2 separate regions of the Sus scrofa genome follow, and region 2 is linked to region 1. Evidence: chromatin contacts called from public promoter capture Hi-C data. All regions are on one chromosome and are shown on one strand. The core of a region is the stretch at or near the end of the contact, and the rest is flanking DNA. Distances in the headings are between cores, read along the strand shown. Region 1 holds the start of TM2D1 (TM2 domain-containing protein 1). Region 2 holds the start of NFIA (nuclear factor 1 A-type).

Evidence for each region. Promoter capture Hi-C pulls out the DNA fragments that hold promoters and counts their contacts.
Region 2: a contact with region 1 is called in a promoter capture Hi-C map of liver, with 4 times the contacts expected there. The contact joins the promoter of NFIA here to the promoter of TM2D1 in region 1. A contact is called at or near these places in 2 of 5 promoter capture datasets (fetal liver and liver), 2 of 47 Hi-C or Micro-C datasets (liver and skeletal muscle) and 1 of 2 datasets of contacts at active chromatin or transcription factors (skeletal muscle).

What each region holds. Positions count from the first base shown.
Region 1 is chr6:150,613,822-150,616,920 of Sscrofa11.1, reverse strand. TM2D1 (TM2 domain-containing protein 1) reads right to left here and starts at 1,610. Exons shown (of 7, transcript XM_013988894.2): 1 at 1,393-1,610; 2 at 87-160. The coding sequence starts at 1,550.
Region 2 is chr6:151,228,110-151,231,037 of Sscrofa11.1, reverse strand. It overlaps NFIA (nuclear factor 1 A-type), which reads left to right and starts at 1,265. Exons shown (of 11, transcript XM_021097780.1): 1 at 1,265-1,685. The coding sequence starts at 1,596.

The DNA.
Region 1 (3,099 bases), core at 361-2,860:
TCCATATGCCATGGGTGTGGCCCTAAAAAGCAAAAACAATAAAAAATTTTAAAAAAATAAAAAAAATATGTTTCTGGAAGTCTTACCATAAGCTGTGTAGTTTGTACAGTTAACTGGTTCTTGTGTAGCCTCATTTATTTTTGGATCTTTACAAATATATGTAGAAAAGTTAAGGAAATATGAACCACATTCCAATATAAAACAATATTATCCAGTCTTTAACTTATACATTTATGTTTATATTTACATGTAAATAGAGGATGTTAGTTTGTCCAAGTCAACAGGTACGGGCACAGATATATTTTCGGTGTCACTAAATAAGACCTGAACATGAATTTATTATAGGAAAAGTATACTAACATCTGTTAAAACTCTAGCAGAGGGTGCTATCTTTAAAGAACATCGGTCAGTGTTTATGTACAAAGCACAAAGAAAAAATTAAAATAAAAATTGTCACCAAATTATTAAGAGAATTTTAGGTTAAAAAAAATCAGTTTCTAGAGATCTGACTGAAAACTGAAGAACAGATCTACCTAATTCCTCTCTTTATCAAAGCTAAAAATAAACTGATGAACAGCCTCAGTTTCTCATCAGTAAATAAACAGCTTACACATATAGCCCCTACTCCTGTGTTCCAGGCATTGTTCTAAGTGACTTACCTTCTACCTGTACCAGTTTATCAAAACAAACCTTTAGGTTGGTACCACTGTTATCTACATTCTTACTCATGAGAAAACAGAGTTCAAATAACTTGTCCACGGTTACAAAGTGGAGCAGGAATTTGCCCCATGACAGTGAGAGCAGAAATAAACTGATTAACAGACCTACCTAACTCCTCTCTTTATCAGAGCTAAAAATAAACTGATGAACAGATCTACCTAACTGATGAACTGCCTCAGTTTCTCATGGAGATTTAGAGGATATAAGATAGTAAGTGTAAAGTTAATGATAAATGGGTAGCATACATTGGCTATATCGTTATTAACTACTGTGTTTCCCTCTAAGTGGGCAAATTTCCGCGGTAGGGTCTATCAATCATTTAATTTAATACTAGTGCCTAGAAACAGGACCCTACATACTTCAGCATTTATGTGTTTACTGAACAAACAAACTCACCGGGAAGGAAGGAGGGAGGAAGGAAAGGAAAGAAGAAAGGTGGATAAGAAGGGGAAGCGCCAAGGAACAGTAAAATCCCAAGGAACTCACAGGATGGCCTCTGTCCGTCCCACCCCCACATCTCTCTTCACCCCCCGCCCCCGCGAGGTCCCGAGGTCATTAGAGGACACAGGTCACCGTTCCCTTCAGTCCAATCCTAGCCGGTATTGAGGTCCACAACCCACTCTCAACCCGAAATCTACCTTGCCCCCACTGGGGGCTCCTCATAGAGGATATTGTCCCACTTTGAGGTCCTCGCACTTAAGTGGCTCCTCGCTGCCGCCGGCGGCAGCTCCCCAAGGTCCAGTGGTGGCTGATATGAACCACAGGACACCGAGGAACCGGGCGGCCACTGTGTCGGGAGCAGCCGGCCTGGAGGGCCAGGCGGCCGCCATGCTGAGCACCGGGGCGTCCCCCACAACTTCCGGTTCCGCCCTCGCCCGGGAGCCGGGCGGAGTCGGACCATGGGAGGGAGGCTCTTAAAGGGACCCTGCAAGGGCTGGAGTAGAGCCTCCCTCTAGGCCTGCAGAATCAGCTCGAAGAGATTTGATTGGTCTTTCAAAGCCCGAGGAAAAAAGCTGGCTTGGAAAATCCGCTGCCCTCCATCTGCAGAAGTGCCAGCGGCGCCCGGAGATTTGATAAACATCTTACAAACATTATCTCCATTAGTCTAGTAGGATTTGGGTTGACAGATAACGAACCAGTCTCAGAGACGCTGAAAAGCATGTTGACCTTAGTTACTGAGTTAGAACAGAATTGACGTTTCCCCGATTTCAGACTCTGTGCTCTCAGGATATAATGGCCTGGCCTTTTTCTTAGAGGAGGAGCTTTTACGAATAGATCTTGAGGACGCTGTATCACAAAGATAAGCACTGCACCTTTATCTTTATCAGTAAAAGTGAAGTGAAGGAAAGGGCCTAAAAACAAGAGGAGACAAAGAGTTTAAGCCAAGTGAAAAGTTGGAGGGTTTTTTCCTCCATCTCTTCTCTGGAGGTATCTTCTATACCAAACAAAATGTGTACTTTTTTAGTGAAAATTTAATCTTTTTTCGCTAATATAAAAATACTGCGTTTGGTGCCTCTTCGCCACCGTGGGACTAAGTACTAATTGTGTTGTGTGGTGGTTCCAAATTTTCGGGAGCATTAGTATCACCTGGAGTATTTGTTGAAACGCAGAAGGTTGAGCCCGCCTCATTTTCTGATTCTGAAGATGTAGAATGGGTAGGATAATTTGCGTTTCTAATTAATTGCCTAGCTATGCTGATATTGCTGGTCTAGAGACCACACTTTGACAACCTTGAGATAACAGGAGGCGTATCGCTTTTGAATGAGAAGATATGAAACTATTTGCAATAATAACTTAGTATTGTAACTACATTTAAACACTTTCTTGGGAGCTCCTGTTGTGGCTCAGCTGTAACGAACTTGACTGGGATTCATGAGGAAGTGGGTTCAATCCCTGGCCTCACTCAGTGGGTTAAGAATCCGGCATTGCCTTGACCTGTGGTGTAGGTGGAAGACACAACTCAGATTCAGCATTGTTGTGCCGTAGGTTAGCAGCTACAGCTTCAATTCCACCCCTAGCCTGGGAACCTCCATGTGCCACAGGTGTGGCCCTAAAATGACAAAAAAAAATTTTTTTTTTCTTAAACCAATTTTGCAACATTAACTGTGCTATTTTAAAAATTAAAACGTTTATACTTAAAGATTTAAGGGTAAATTTAGTGGTTCAATTTTGCGGGGGGTCTTTTTTCTTTTTTTTTTTTTTTTTTTGTCTTTTTAGGGCCGCACCAGAGGCATATGGAGGTTCCCAGGCTAGGGATCGAATCGGAGCTGTAGCCGACAGCCTACACCAGAGCCACAGCAACGCCAGATCCGAGCTGCGTCTGTGACCTACACCACAGCTCATGACAAAGCCGGAACTAGTAGACGGGAACTTCTACTA
Region 2 (2,928 bases), core at 16-2,515, 610 kb before region 1:
GCCTAAAGCCAAAAATGTGGTTCAAAATAGAATAGGAGGATTCTCTAACTTCTGATTTAACTGCTCGAGGTTCTGTTATCAATTAATTAGGTAACTTCACCAAGGACAGTTAAGAAAATCAGGCAACCGCCAAGTTGCTTCCTATTCCTCTTGACTTCTTACTGGATAATTTTTATCAAGTGAGCTTAAGCACACATTTTCCAGTCACTCAGTTATTCAGCAAAATGTCCTAAGCTACTTAACTGATGCAAAGCAAACACATTAAAAAAAAAAAAAAGGCAATACCTGGTTGTGATGCTTTCCATTTAAAGGGATACTTCCCTTGCACCACCACTGCACCAATGCCTAGTCTGTTGCATAAAACAAACACATAAAAGGTTGACACTGAAATATCCTGATCACCTGATCTTAAAGAGTCTGGATTAATCATATAAGACGAATCAGTGAAATGAAGGATTTGATGTTTCAGCAACTGGGTTTTAACCCCCTACCTCCTTTAAATGTTGAAACAGGTCTCCTTTGGGGGGGATGGGAGGTGGAGAAGTGCATTAAATTTTGTGGAACCCAGGTTTTGTAAGGATATTGACCAATTAAACGCTTGCAATTACATTCGAATTTCACTGCATCTCCTGCTTTAAAGGAACAGCTTTATTCTTGAGGGAGCCCACCTAACCATTTTTATGTTCAGCCATCTGCAGAGAGTAGTGGCAATGCTTTTTCCTTTCTGAAGCTAGAGTAGAAGCTTTATTTCACTGCAAGTTCTCGGTGACATTTTGCACTCTCTTGATTTAATGATCCAAAGAGGATCTTTAACTCTTGGTCTACACCAGTGCAAATAAAGGTTAAATCTCTCACTAACCATCATGAACTAACCTAATAACTCACCAGAGGCTATGGAAAAAGAAACCGAGAAAGCAGGTGTGCAGACTTGATTAAAACGTGCAAAACCCGCACAACCGCAGGCAAAGGTATCATAGCCTCACATCTCCCTAGTACCGGCTGCGAGGTCCGCAAGCAGGGGAACTCCTACTGCGCCAAAAACACGGTCCTGTGAGCGGGGCCTAGTAACACAGGGGCTTTTCTTCCAAACGGTGTCCCGACCCGAGCTTGCGCTGAATGTCGGGGCTCCTATTGGCCACACGCCGTGGGGGAGGAGGAGACTGGCGGGGAGAGAGACGGGGGGAGGGAGCGGGGGCAAGGCCTTTCCCTGCCCCCTCCGGGCCCCCTCTGCAGGCAGCCCCGGCGCCCCGTGCGTGGTTACTATGCAAATTGCAGCGATTGCGGAAATAAACAAGCGGGTAGTGAGAGGAGAGAGGGACTGCGAACCGATTGCAACTTCGGCAAAGTCTCGTAGAATCCAAAGCACACAAGGCAAAACCAGAGAGAATCTGAGAACCAGCCAGCCCGGGTTGGATCGCTTTCAAAAGAGGAGAGACAGTGAGAGAGGCAGAGAGCGCGCATTGCAATTGCAGAAGCCTCCTGATTTGGAGAAAAAAAAAAAAAAAATCTCCAAGAAGCCTGCAATTGGCCAACAGCTTAAAAAAAAATCTCTTCCGGGTTTTCAACGGTTCCAAGTTTATTAAGATATCTTTTTAATGCAAAAAAAAAAAAAAAGGGGGACAACAAATGAAGCAATTCGTCTGAACATTTTAAAGTTTCTCACGTACTCTTTTTACATTGCAATGGTACGTGGTACATCTTAAACTTTCTATTTTGCGTTTATACGATATGCGTTTTATAAACAACAATAATGGTAGAATGGTTTTGTTAATGGCTAAGACTTAAAATTTTCTCTAGCTTGCATATGCACTGACGTGATTGCTGGGTAAATGTCTATTGTGATGGTTTTGTTTTAAAGATGTAGCTTTGTGGATGGCTTTTATTTATTTATTTTGCTATGTGCATTAGGGACTGGGTTTCCTTTTTTTTTTCTTCCTGAGATTTGAAAAAAATTGCTGAGCTTGACAGATTTTTTTTTCTCCTCCAAGTGCTTGCTCGGTTCCAGAAAGGGGAGGGGGGGGAATCCTGTACGTGCTCGGTTCTGTAAAAAGACGTCTGGCCTCAGCAGTCAACCTAACCCGAAAAGAAATGTCTGGACCGGAGAGTAATTGACGATTCGATCCTCTAATCAATGGGACAACCTGGGAGATTGACTAGAGCTTTATCCAATCATGAGGAAGCTTGGGTGTACACTGGCTCGCAGTAGCCAGAGGGGGCGGGGCAGACAAGATCTGAAGTTCTCTGCGGCTCTGAAGGGGATGGTGTGGTTCAAGCTGTCAAAGCTACAGGCTCTTCCGGATTTAGCAAGCATAATAGGAAAGAGTTTTCGAGTTTCAGAAAAGAAAACCTAATTGGTGTAGTTTTGTTTTGTTTGCGTAAATCGTATGCCTTCTTCCATTGCCTTTTGGGAAAAGTTTTTTATTTTTTTTAAATTCTTCTACAGAAATGTTTAACTTTGCATGAATTATTATTTGTAAGTTCAGGAATGTTGTTAAGGGTTGTGGAAGGTGAGATTCAGCTTTTAAAAGTATGTGGCTTAAAAACTATGGGACCGTAGTGAGCTTTCGGAAGTGATATATTGCATACTTAGCATTGCAAAACTTCTTACTCTGATTATCTTAAAAGCTTTGGCTTTTCAGGTACTTTGAAGGAATAGACAAGCCTCTCTTCTTGAACTCTAAACAACAGTTTTAAGGGAGAGAGAATGTTTCACAGGTGTACTGACAGCTGTTTTGTACATTTGAAAGGAAAAGGGGGAGAAAGAGGATGTTTTTCTTGATTTTCCTTGAATTTTGCTGCTTAGACATATGGTCAGTAGGGACCTGGATATTGAGACTGGCCAAGTTCACATTTCTTCTTGTTACCACAACAACCCCTGTGGAGGGTGTGTGTGGAAGATTGCTGACTTGCTAACTCTTAGCTGGAGTC